Linked DNA regions of Gossypium hirsutum: region 2 is linked to region 1. The links are chromatin contacts, called in public Hi-C maps. All regions are on one chromosome and are shown on one strand. The core of a region is the stretch at or near the end of the contact, and the rest is flanking DNA. Distances in the headings are between cores, read along the strand shown. Region 1 holds the start of LOC107915101 (histidine protein methyltransferase 1 homolog). Region 2 holds the start of LOC107927592 (receptor-like kinase TMK4).

Region 1 (6,504 bases), core at 920-3,419:
TTTTGCTTTTGGGGTTTCAGTTTTTCTTTATTAACAAAATTGAAGGAAAGAAAACTCTGAATCCTTCATCATCAGATGAATTTTTCCAATTGGGCAAACAGAATACATGAACTGACTATTGAACAATGTTCTTGTCAGATACCAGTATGCTAAATCATTTTAAGATTTTTCATATGGTTTGAATATGTGGGAGCTGATAGGTGGGAGGCGTTTGATTCCACATTATAATCAAATAAATGGTGAAATAAGCATTAGTCCACACTCAACTTTTGACCGAAAAGGGAAAATGGCATTGACAAGGTGCTTTTAAGGTGAAGTTTGGCCGATGACGTGGTAATTCCTGCCGACACTTGAAAGGGACTTATAATGGTTGTTGCATGTGGATGCCATAAATGACACATTAGGGGTCGCTTTGATTGCTATCAAAAATATTTATCCTATTTGATTAATGTAATCTTTTTTATAAGTCAGTCTAAATTTTCCTTGTTTCTTCATAAAATATTTTACAAAAGCTTTCTTGTGTAAGTTAGATTTTACAAAATTAGATAACCTTTTTTTTTCTCATTTTTCTTGCCATAAGTTGATTTTCATGACATGAATTCTTTTCATGCCATTTTCATGAAATGGGGTATAATAAAATTTTATATAGGAATAATATTTGGTACAGTATCAATAAATTTTTTTTTTTATATTAAAATGACCGGGTATTTTATTGAAAGGAAAGAAGAAAAAGAACTTGAGATCCAAGAGATCCTTAGACCCAAGCCCATTACAGCAATAAAACTAAAGAAAACAAAAAATCGACCTCACTAGCTGATCTGATAATGCAACCAGCAATAAAACGCAACTTAATGGATAATCAGAAAGGTAATAAAATAAAATTAAAATGAAAAAAGGAAAACCTAAAAAAAACTACCCCAGTTAATGCGAAACGGCTGGATACCATTAATGCTCCTTAGCTATCATTTCCAAAGTCCAATCCGTTCTTGTCACTAGCAGATTCCAAAAAGATAAGCTATACTTGCTACTCTCTATTGATAATCGGTTTCCCTTAAAAAACTCTTCAGTCTGGGTTCCTTGACCAGTACCTATCTGAAGCAAAGTCATGTCGATTCAGTTCTTCTCCTATCAGGTAAGTAGACTCCCTTCTAGCAAGAGCAGTTTTTGCTATTCTATGTGCTTGTATGTTCCCTGATCTGTAAATATGCTGAAAAATAATCTCTTGAAAACACCGTTTTTTGTTTTGGATGTCGTTGATAATGGCTCCAATCGCTGATTTATCAGGTGAAGTCGTTTGGCATTTCTTAATAACTGTTTTAGAGTCTCCCATGATTTTTACCGATTGTAAACCTAGTGAGATCCCTAATTTTATACCCTAAACATGCATATGCTTCTGCTGCAAATGGGGAGGAGATACTGTTGTGGATGGTGGACTTTAAGGCCATGAGGCTCCCCGTCAGATCCTGAACCACCAGACCCGTTGCAGATGTAGAACTGCTACTATCGAACGCTGCATCGCAATAGACCGTCGTTCTCGGTATGTCTTCTTGGGCTCTTAAGTGTCTATTCATATTTACAGGTCTCTTCATTTCTCTTACCACTTTATATTTAGCCAGAGACCTCTGTATGTTTTGCACTAACTCGCTACTTGTTGTGTTTTTCCTTTCATGTACGAACTGATTTCTAGAGAACCATATGAGCCATAAAGCATAACAAAAAAGTCTACATTGGATGTCGTTACCTCTCTTGAAAACCTAGGTTAGCCACTCCCATATACTTTGGTTCATATTATTAACCACCCAATATAAGTGTACTATTCCCAAGACCTCTATTGTTACAGGGAAGTCACGGAAGATATAGAGGCTGTCTTCTAACCAAGAACAACCTCGGGGGCATCTATCATTAGAAATTACTCTTCTGTACCGGAGATTAGCAAAATTCGGAATAAAATCCCAAGAGATTTTCCAAATAGTGATTGCAATTTTAGGGGGTAGCTGTAGGCCCCATAGCTCCTTGTAAAATTCTTTCATTTCGGTCTGTAATAAATAATGCCTAGGATCCGAGCTAGCATTATGTAATAGTTTATAGGCACTGCGTACCGAGAACTCACCATATAACTCTCCTTTCCAAACTTGCGTGTCCTCATGATCGGTCTCTGTGAGAGGGATCTGCAAAATTTTTTTAGCAACTACCTCTCAGAAGGTACGATTAATCAAATTTGTTCTCCACTTCCTATTTGCGCTATCAATAAGCTCTGAAACTAACTGTGAATCCTCATTGTTATGACTGCTATATTCATCAATTGTGTCAATCCCCGGAATCCAGCTATCTTCCCATATAGAGATTTTATCTCCTCTGCCCACTCTTTAGCTCAGCCCTTTTTAGAGAAGTCCCCTTGCTGTCCAAATACTCTTCCAGGTAAGGGAAGGTAAATTGCCCAACTCTACATTTTGAAAATTTGAGTTTGGAAAATATTTAGCATTTAAAACTCGTGCTAATAAAGAATTTTGATACTGAATAATGCGCCAGCCCTGTTTTGCTAGCAACGCAATATTAAATTGACCAAAAATTTTAAAACCTAAACCACCGTTTTCTTTTAAATCACAAAGGCTTTTCCAAGTACACCAATGAATACCCTTTTTTCCATGGCCCTTCTGCCACCAGAATCGTGCAACAATACTTTCAAACTCATCACATAGGGTCTTAGGCAATAAAAAATAAGTCATCGTGTAAATAGGTATCGCATGTAGAATGGCCTTCACAAGTACTTCCTTTCCCCCTTGAGATAAAAATAGATTGCTCCAATTATCAATACGTTTTCGAAATTGGTCCTTCAAATTTTGAAAAGATTCCTTTTTCCTCCTACGGACCATGCTCGGCAACCCAAGGTAACGCTCTGGTTCGTTTGAACTGTGGACACCCAGTAAATTACTAACCAATCACCTGTCTTTTTTTGAGGTATTCTTATTGAAAAAATTGTTGATTTTTTAAAATTAACACATTGACCCGAACAAAATTTATACTCCCGTAGAATGTCCTTGAATAAAGTTGCATCCTTACTTGTTGCCTCCCCAAATAAAATACAATCATCAGCAAACAAAAGATGTGATACCTGTGGCCCGCTTCTACTAACCCTAACGCACTTGAAGAGCCCGCTATTCATTGCTAGTCTTAGTAGACTCGATAGGCCTTCCCCACATAAGAGAAATAAAAATGGGCTAGCGGATCACCTTGTCTAAGGCTTCTGGTTGGGAAAAATTTATCCCCAATATGCCCATTTATAACTACTAGATAAGAGACCCTTGATACACATTTCATAATAGCATCGACCTAATTCGTATCAAACTCTATCCGTAGCATAATTTCCTTTATAAAAATCCATTCAACTCTATCGTATGCCTTGCTTATGTCTAGCTTAATGGCCATATACCCTTTCTTTCCCGATCTCTTTGTATTTAACTTATGCAATACTTCATATGCCAACAGCACGTTATCTGATATTAATCGTCCTGGCACAAAAGCACTTCGCGTGTCATCAATACATTTTTCAATAACTCCCCGTAAACGATTAGCTATGACCTTGGCCAAAATTTTATAGAGCACATTACATAAACTGCTTGGTCGAAATTGTGTCATGTCTGAGGGGCTGGTGACTTTAGGAATAAGTACAATATTAGTAGAGTTCACAGCACTAACCTCCATATCCCCATTAAGAATTTATAAGCTAAAAGAGGTGACATATTCTCCAACAATATGCCAGCATTCCTGATAAAAAAGAGCTGGAAAACCATCCTCCCCCAGTGCCTTCGTGGGCCCCAGTTGAATATTGTTGCTGCGATCTCCTTTTTGGTATATGTTGTTGTAAGCTTTTGATTATCTTCATTGACCATACAATGTTCAATCCTGGATAACAAATAGTCGTAATTTCCCCTACTTTCTGCCAAAAATAAACTTTGAAAATAAGATCTAGCAATGCCCTCTATTTTTTGTAGTACCATCATTTCTCGTCCATCTTCATTTTGTAATCTATGAATAAAATTCATCTTTCGCCGCTGTGATGCATGACTATGAAAAAATGCTGTATTTTTATCGCTGAATTTCAGCCAATTAAAACGAGCCCTCTGTTCCCAATAACATTCATCTTTGTCAATCTCCAAGTTTAAATTAATCTTCGTATCAATCAGCTCAGCTAAATTCACATCATTTCTCTCAGCTTCAGATAATTGTGCTAATTTCTCTGTAAGGATCTATTTTTTCTTTCTCCTATTCATATGAATTTTCCCCACCCACTGTTTCAAACCTTTTATTAAATTTCCTAGCTTCTATAACACTTCCCCTGAAGACTCTTCTCACAAACGTTTGACTTTATTAATAAAAGATTCCTCGAAAGACCACCAGGCTTTGAATTTGAAGCCATTGTTCCTCAAGCGTTCTTCATTCATTCTTGTATTAATAAGAAGGGGACAATGATCAGAAAAAGAGTGCACTAAATGTTGGACTTTTACCTCCGAGAACATATCAATCCATTCTGTGTTGGCAACCCCTCTATCTAATCATTCTTGAATATTCGTCTCCGGTAAATTACCTTTCTCCCAAGTGAACTAATTCCCACAAAAACCCACGTCATGCAGTTGACATTCCTCCAGTGTTCTTTGAAATAGTTCTATCCGTTTTTCATCTCTAGGAAATCCTCATTTTTTTCTCAAAACCATACATAATCTCGTTGCAATCTCCACAAACGAACCAATGAATATCTACTTCAATAGCTAGCCTTTTTAGAACAGCCCATGGGTCTGCCCTATCTGGCACATAACGGGATCCATAAAATCCCGTAAATCTCTAATTATTCCCGTCTTCCTTGCCCGTAACTATCACATAAATATGCCTCTTGAAAAAAGTACGGAGAGTTATATTTACATCTAACCGTCAGACTAAACACAATCCTCTTCGTATACCATCTGAGTCAACTTCAATACCATTAACAAAATCACAGCTTCTACGAACCCGCTCCATTTGTCGTTTACTAAGCTTTGTCTCCATAAAGAAGACTATTTGAGGATTATATATCTTCAGCGAATGCCGAAGTCTTCTAATCATTCGTGGTCTCCCAAACTACGAACATTCTAGTTTAAGATTTTCATTGCGTTCGGTCGGCTTGCCTTTTAGCAGCCGCCGATGATAAAAGATTAAATTTCACCATTCGCTTACTCCTTGTCATTGCATTGCCACTCTCTTTTTTCCCCTTGGATCTCTCGTTTCCCCCCTTGTTTGTTTTTTCCCCTCCTCTCCTACTAAGATTCCATCTTTTAAATCATGTTCCATGGCTATTTGCATCTGATCAGCCCAAGAATTCTCCTGCCTGTGATCTAAATATGGCATTCCTCCTTTAATATTGAATCCCAAAATTGGATCAATAAGTTTCCCACATCTGCCTTTAGTATCCCATCCCAAAATCTGAGCTCCAAATATCGATTGTCCCCCCAAATTCCTTCTCATTTCCTTTCCCCTTCATCTTGAAGCCATATACTATTCATAGATAAGGCTCTTCGGGATTGTGCTCGCAATGATAAATTCCAACCCAATTCAGCAGTATCTACCCCTAACATCATTTTTTCCTCACAAAATGAGTCACTATGCCCCAGTCGGTCACAATAGAAACAAAAAAACGATAAACGTTCATACTGAAATTTAACATACAAGCATCCCCACGCCACATAACCTTCTTCCTTCTTTTTAGAGGCCTCCTAATGTCAATCTGTACCCTCACTCTAATGTAATTGCGATTTTCCTTCCCAAGATTTGAACCATTATACTCCAAGAAAGTTCCAACAAAATTCCCTAATTGCATTGCTAAACTTTCAGAAAAGAGTCTTATTGGGACGTCATGAATTTGGACCCAAAAAGGGGAAAAAATTAAAGGTACTCTTAATGGGTCTTCCTCCCTTTTCAATTTATAAAGTATTAATAAGTGATTATTGAAAGTCCAAGAAGAACCTTTTCAAACCCTCTCCATATTCATACCGTGAAAAAATTGAAAGATATACTTTTTTTTCCCAGATCTCGAATTTGAACCCCACGAACAGGATGCCACAGATTGGCCATAGTACTTTTCATGGCTGGGAAGTAGATTATACTGGCAGTTAAAAAACATCCCACAAGCTGAAATTTTCTCACTCTTCTTACTGTGCTTGGATCTACTTAGATCTGCAGTATTTCCTCCTCTTCCTCATTTAATGATAACTATGCTAATTTAGTCTCCATGGACGCATGTTTGATGGCCAGAAACACAGACGATAGACTCCACTTGCAGAAATAAAAGCGATAAAAAAGCTCTTAGTTAGAACTAAAAAAACAAAAACTGGGACAAAAAACTTAAGGACTCGTGCCAGTGGCGGCAGACACAATCGTGCTAGGGCAGCAGACTTGTACGCTACAAATCGAGGGATTAATAGTACCATTGAAGTTTTAAACTTCATAAATAAGGTAAAAGAATTCGCAAGTGTC
Region 2 (6,388 bases), core at 2,423-4,922, 310 kb before region 1:
CTAATTCTCTTCATCCAAGCTTGTATATAATTTGTGAGCCCTTTTTAGTGTCCTATGGTAGAGTGATGAACATTTTTAGTTTTTTTCTTTTTCAATTTTGCTTCACCAATACTGTCAATGAGCCCCATACTGACCATGTCAGCTTCAACTAAGACAACTTGGGGGGAAAGTATAAACTCTTGTAATGAAGGTTTCTTTGTATAATTGGACGATCTAGAAGGACATCTATTCTCATTCACTTTTTTAGGCATGAAAAGTTTCCATTGTTTGCTCACCTCACTAAGACTGTAAGGAAACTTCTGCATGCTAAGATGTTCACTTCATAGAAATAATGTTCCTCTCTCACCACCAGAAGCAGTGAATTTCATGGAGCCACTAGGAGGGCCATAATCAACAATTACTCCTAAAGCATTATCAACTGTTAATCTTGGTGGTGGTAGAGGATCAATAGGAGAGTTGGGATAAGATGAAATTATGGTAGGAACTGTAGCAATAAGGGCTAAGTTGTTAGATATTCCAACACGATCTTTCCTTTTATTTCCATGAAACTCCCCTATTGGACTACTCTCATCTTCACTACTTAGTACGATGTTGGCAGTTCCTACAGTAGTCTTTTGCTTCTTTCTACTGCTCGCACTCCCTTCCCTAATAACAATTCTAGAGGGATCACATCACACATTCTGCATAAAAGATCGCACACCAATGTATTCGTCGATTTCTTAGATAAGCTTATGGATTCTTTTTAACTTTTTTCAATACCACGAACTATGCCTGTATCACCAACAAGTGTAATATCAGCACCAACAGTTAGCATAAGGGGGTTTGCACCACTTTTTACATTCCCTGAAGATTTAGAAGACCATGGATGAGGCTTTAATTTACAAAAGCTATAACAATAATTTCTAGGTTCCTTTTTTCTCTTCAACAGTATAAGCCTTAACTCATCAGTAGCACCATGTGGTCAGATGAACTGTGCAGGTAGGTTTGCACCATTATCAACTTCAACTTGCCTCTATCTATTGAGACTTAGATTTAAGAGTCAGTGCTGAAACATGTTCCTAATAGTTAGCACTTCCTCCAAATCTAGTATGCGACCCTTTCGAAGTCTATAATACTATCCCAACCTACTTCTGTAATAACTTCTCGCTTCCTTAGACACATACCCTTACTAGGTATTGACCACTCAGTTGGAAATTCAAAGCCATTATTAAACTTGTACTTAACCCGTATATACTTGCAGCGATTTAGACGAAGGTTTAAAGACCAGTTAGTAATGATAGATTCCACATCTTTGCAAGGTGAGAAATAAAATAAACTCACCGAACCCCCACGATTGTAGGCCTTCAATTGGTACAAATTCTAAAAAACGATAATCAATGGCACTTCTTCCCGCCGACTGCACTCAATGAAGTATGCCATTGCAACCCACAATGAAAAACAAGATAACTGCCCCGAAGCTATCTTGTATTCATCGAGAAAGTGATAGAAAAAGGGGTGGAGTGGTAAATGGAAACCTGCTTCTATCACGTGCAATGGAAGTAAAAAACCACCGTCGTTGGTGTCGCTCAACAGATTTAATAATTCAGGGATTGAGAAGTCATAAGCAAAGTTCGGTATTTGAATGCCTCGTATGGCCAAAATAGGATTCATTTCTTCCACTTTCGTAGTGCAAACATAAGCCTTAGCCTCCATCGGGGTACTTGCTTCATGGCGTCGCGAAGAGATTTTTGAATAATACGACCATTTATTCTAGTCCTAGCCATGGTGTTCTAATAAAACCAAGAAAAAATTGAAAGAACGATGGAAATTTTATGGAAATGACCTCTAATACTGTTTTTCTCAATAATGGTTTCTTCTCTAAAATCTCTAATTCAAACAATGTAATTTTTAGGGCTCAAGTAACTTCCTTTTAAAAGGGCTTTTTACACTTTAACGATTCATATATCCGAGAATAAGGGCACAATCAGCTGCTTATAGTTGTTACCCTTCTTAACACGTGGCGAAGTGTACGTTGCAAGTTAAGGTATAAAGTATATTTAATAAGCCTATTCTTGTGTTACTTTTCATCTTATAGAACTAGGTTCCAATAAGAGTCACTTTATAACTCTTCTTCAAACCAGGCGGGGGATAAATTGTTATGATACTCACTATTACCGACTCGTAACCTGACTGGGTTCAGGTCGAGTTTTGCACAGTTCTCACTTCAAGTTCGCGTGACACTGTAAGTTCACATGCAAGACACTCAAACCCCTCTATGAGACCGCACGATGTGGATTCACACACCATCATATAGGCGAACCTACATCATATAAACACATGTTAAACCTAGAGTAGAGTACGTGCCGACATGCATAGAACCTACCTACAGTATCATATCTATGAATAGTAACCATATCATATAAATACACAGTTTCACCCATATAAAGACACACATAAACACCCAAAAAAATATTAAAAATATTAAAAATATTTAAAAAATTCTAAAAATCCTTTTAACTTATATTTTCTAAATATATGAACAAAGTCTTAAGAGTTCTATAAAAGAGAATATTTATTTTGGTAGTCTTTTTTTTGTAAACAGTATTGTATAAATTTGAATTTTTAATAATTTAATAAAAATTATTAAAATTTTTAAAATAATGCCCAACATTCAAAACCTCAAAAAATAATAATAAAATAATTAAAATTACCAAATTTCTGAAAAAATAAAAATTTAAATTTTAAAAATTTTCCAAAATTCTTTCAAAAAAATTATAAAATAAAAATATATAAATATTCAGAAAAATTAATTTTATTTTTAAAATTTCAAAAAATTCATTATTTTCTATAATTTTTAAATTTTATAAAATTTATAATATTTTTTTGCATATATATATTATATAAAGTTTCCCTTTTAATTTTGAGAAAAAAATATTTGTTGGAAAATTTTTATAATTTTTTCAAACTTTGGAGCTTTTATTTTTATTTGTTTTCATATTCTGAAGATATTTTTTGAACATTTATATATACGAATATATATTGGATTTTTATGATCTTTTGAATTCTCATAGTTTGTTTTTAGAATTTTCACTCTTTTTTATTAAAATTTAAAAGTTACGCGATACTATTTACAAAAAAAAATATTAAAACTATATTTATTTTATAAATTTAAAATTTAGATAATTTTTTATTTTTTATAATTTCGTAATCTTTGAATTAATATAAATTTTGTAATTTTTTTCTATAATCGTATATAAATTTTTTTAGGTTTTATAAAAAATAATTTTTAAGATTAGTTTAAAGTTTTTTTTTAAAATTTTCGGAACTTTGGAGTATTTTAGTAATATTTATTTGTTTTTTTATTTTTAATATATACTATTTTAAAATATTTTTATAATTTTATTAGTTTTTTAATTTTAATAATGTATGGACTTTTTTTTTTATTATATAATATTTAAAAAAATTCAAAATTCAGAGTTGGATTGGATAATAATTGACGCTATTTTCATTATTTTTCTTATCCATTTTTAAAAAGTACAGGACATAAGTACTTTATTTTTAGATGGACCATTTTGCTCATATTTAAAATTTACAGGGATGTATGTGACATTTAAACTATTTTGAGTACTCTACATATTATTTTTTTATTAGAAAAAAAAAACAGGTAAGATATTCTATCTTTTTAAAAAAATTCCAACTAAGAAAATTCCCTTTCATTATTTCTTTTGTCTTTCCCCTAAGTATTCCCTTGCGCTACAACACTGTTCTTTCTTTTCACTGTTAGGAAAAAAACGAAAAAAAAAACCATATTCAAAGAACAATCCAACAAACACCATCGTTGTTGGATAATCCAACTGTTTTGGTTTCCGAAACTAATCCAAAAGCAAAAATGCTTAACCGCCACCATATCCTCCTTCCCATCCTCCTTTTCTCCTCCCTTCTCGCCGCAGGGGACGACGGCGCAACCATGCTCAAGATAGCTTCATCCTTCCGCCCTCCTCCCACTGGGTGGTCTTCCTCTTCTTCAGACAACTACTGCAAGTGGCCTGGCATAAATTGCGACAAATCCAACAGCGTTACTTCCATCAACCTCTCTTCCAAATCCCTGTCTGGGACCCTTTCCCCCGACATCGCCGCCTTGTCGGAGCTCCAGACTTTGTCACTCCAACGCAACGCCTTGTCCGGGACCATCCCATCTTTCGCCAACCTCTCCAGCTTACAAGAGGTTTACCTTGACAGCAACACCTTCACCTCTATTTCCCCAAACGCCTTCTCCGGATTAACCAGCTTGCAAAAGCTGAGTTTGAGTGACAATGCCGGTTTAAGTCCATGGACTTTCCCAGATTTGTCTCAATCGACGGGACTCGTTGAACTTCAACTAGACAACACCAGCTTGTTCGGTTCCTTGCCTGATATATTCGATTCTATGAACAGCTTGAAAAGTATAAGGTTGTCTTACAACAATTTGAGCGGCATATTACCGGCTTCTCTCGGTGTTTCAATGGTTCAGAATCTTTGGATCAACAATCAGGATGTTGGGTTCACTGGTACTTTACAAGTTTTATCCAACATGACACAGTTGTCTCAGGTTTGGCTTCAGAAAAACTTGTTTACGGGTCCGATCCCAGATTTGTCTAAATGTTTGGATATTTTCGATCTTCAGCTTAGAGACAATCAGTTGACAGGGCCGGTTCCCAAATCTTTAACTGATCTTCCAAACTTGGAGAATGTTTCATTGTCTAATAATAAATTGCAGGGTCCTTTCCCAGAATTTCCTACCTCAGTTGAGAAAAAAGTTGTTGATGGAAACAATAATTTTTGTAATAGTAATGGGGATCCTTGTAATCCTCAAGTTACTACATTGCTTGAGATTGCTGGGGGTTTTGGGTACCCTGTGTCTCTTTCTGATAATTGGCCTGGGAATGATGCTTGCGAATGGTCCTTTATTTCTTGTGATTCACGAAAGAATGTGATTACAGTGAATCTGGAAAAGAAAAACTTAGTCGGGACGATTTCTCCGGCCTTTGCCAATCTCACCTCATTGAAGAACTTGAATCTGAATGGTAATGGATTAACCGGTTCAATTCCTGATAGTCTGACTAAGTTGACTAGTTTGCAGCTTCTTGATGTGTCTAATAACAATCTTAGTGGAGACATTCCGAAATTTTCAAATTCAGTAAAATTCTCGTACTCGGGGAATAGTTTACTTGGAAAATCTGGTGGTTCTGGTGATGGAGGAGATTCAGGATCTGGAGCATCCGCTGGAGGTTCGGATGGTAACTTGAAAAGTGGCAATAGTAAGAATTCGATTGCTATGATTGTCGGTATTATTGCTGGTGTATTGATTTTTGTTGCTGTTGTTTGCTTTGTTTCTTATAAGTATATTATGAACAAGAGGTACGGAAAATTTGGTAAGGTGGAGGGCAGTGATGCTGAGAGGGGTGTGGTTAAGAGTCCAGCAAATGGTGGCGGAATGAATGGGAATGGGGGAGTTCCCAGTGAAATGCTAAGCCAAAGCAATGGGGATCGTAGTGACCACCATTTTTTTGAGGGTGGAAATGTAGTGATCTCAATCCAAGTACTAAGACAAGTGACAGATAATTTCAATGAGGCCAATGTTTTAGGAAGAGGTGGTTTCGGGGTTGTTTATAAAGGGGAACTGCATGATGGCACACAGATTGCTGTCAAAAGGATGGAATGTGTGTCGACCGGTACTAAAGGAATGAATGAGTTTCAGGCAGAAATCGCAGTGCTTACAAAAGTTAGGCATAGGCATCTGGTTGCACTTTTGGGTTACTGTATTAATGGTAATGAGAGACTCTTGGTTTACGAGTATATGCCTCAAGGTACCCTAAGTCAGCATCTCTTTGAATGGCGGGAAAATGGATATGCTCCGTTCACCTGGAAGCAGAGAGTCACCATTGCACTGGATGTTGCACGAGGGGTTGAGTATTTGCACTCTTTGGCACAACAAAGTTTCATTCACAGAGATTTGAAGCCCTCCAACATTCTCCTTGGGGATGACATGAGAGCAAAGGTTGCCGATTTTGGACTCGTTAAAAATGCACCCGAAGGTAAATACTCTGTGGAGACAAGGTTGGCAGGAACGTTTGGATATCTTGCTCCTGAATATGCTGGTATGTGAATTTTTGTCTTCAAATGCTTTAAGATTTTATACGAGCTTCTTACTTGCTTAGTTATACATATTCTGTGATAATTTTCTCTAGGCAAATTAAACCTTTCAATGTAATTTAGATGTATCCTTAATGTCTCAACCCCAGAATAGCTAATATATTATTGTTGATATGATCGGGGCTCTACATGGTATTATCAAGCTTGCTTAAACAGCATACTTTATAAGTTATGAGGCCATATTCGGTATTCTTATGTTAAAAGATTAAAAATCATG

What was found. A called contact is a pair of places that touch in the nucleus more often than the background predicts.
Region 2: a Hi-C map of leaf shows a contact between it and region 1, with 5 times the contacts expected there. The contact joins the promoter of LOC107927592 here to the promoter of LOC107915101 in region 1. A contact is called at or near these places in 16 of 34 Hi-C or Micro-C datasets (anther, callus, hypocotyl and 3 more).

What each region holds. Positions count from the first base shown.
Region 1 is chrA10:72,713,981-72,720,484 of Gossypium_hirsutum_v2.1, reverse strand. LOC107915101 (histidine protein methyltransferase 1 homolog) reads left to right here and starts at 2,169. Exons shown (of 11, transcript XM_041079182.1): 1 at 2,169-2,202; 2 at 2,326-2,428. LOC107915100 (probable xyloglucan galactosyltransferase GT14) reads left to right here. Exons shown (of 4, transcript XM_041079179.1): 1 at 1-1,132; 2 at 1,285-1,537; 3 at 1,688-1,758; 4 at 1,841-2,228.
Region 2 is chrA10:73,027,069-73,033,456 of Gossypium_hirsutum_v2.1, reverse strand. LOC107927592 (receptor-like kinase TMK4) reads left to right here and starts at 3,672. Exons shown (of 4, transcript XR_001692481.2): 1 at 3,672-6,116.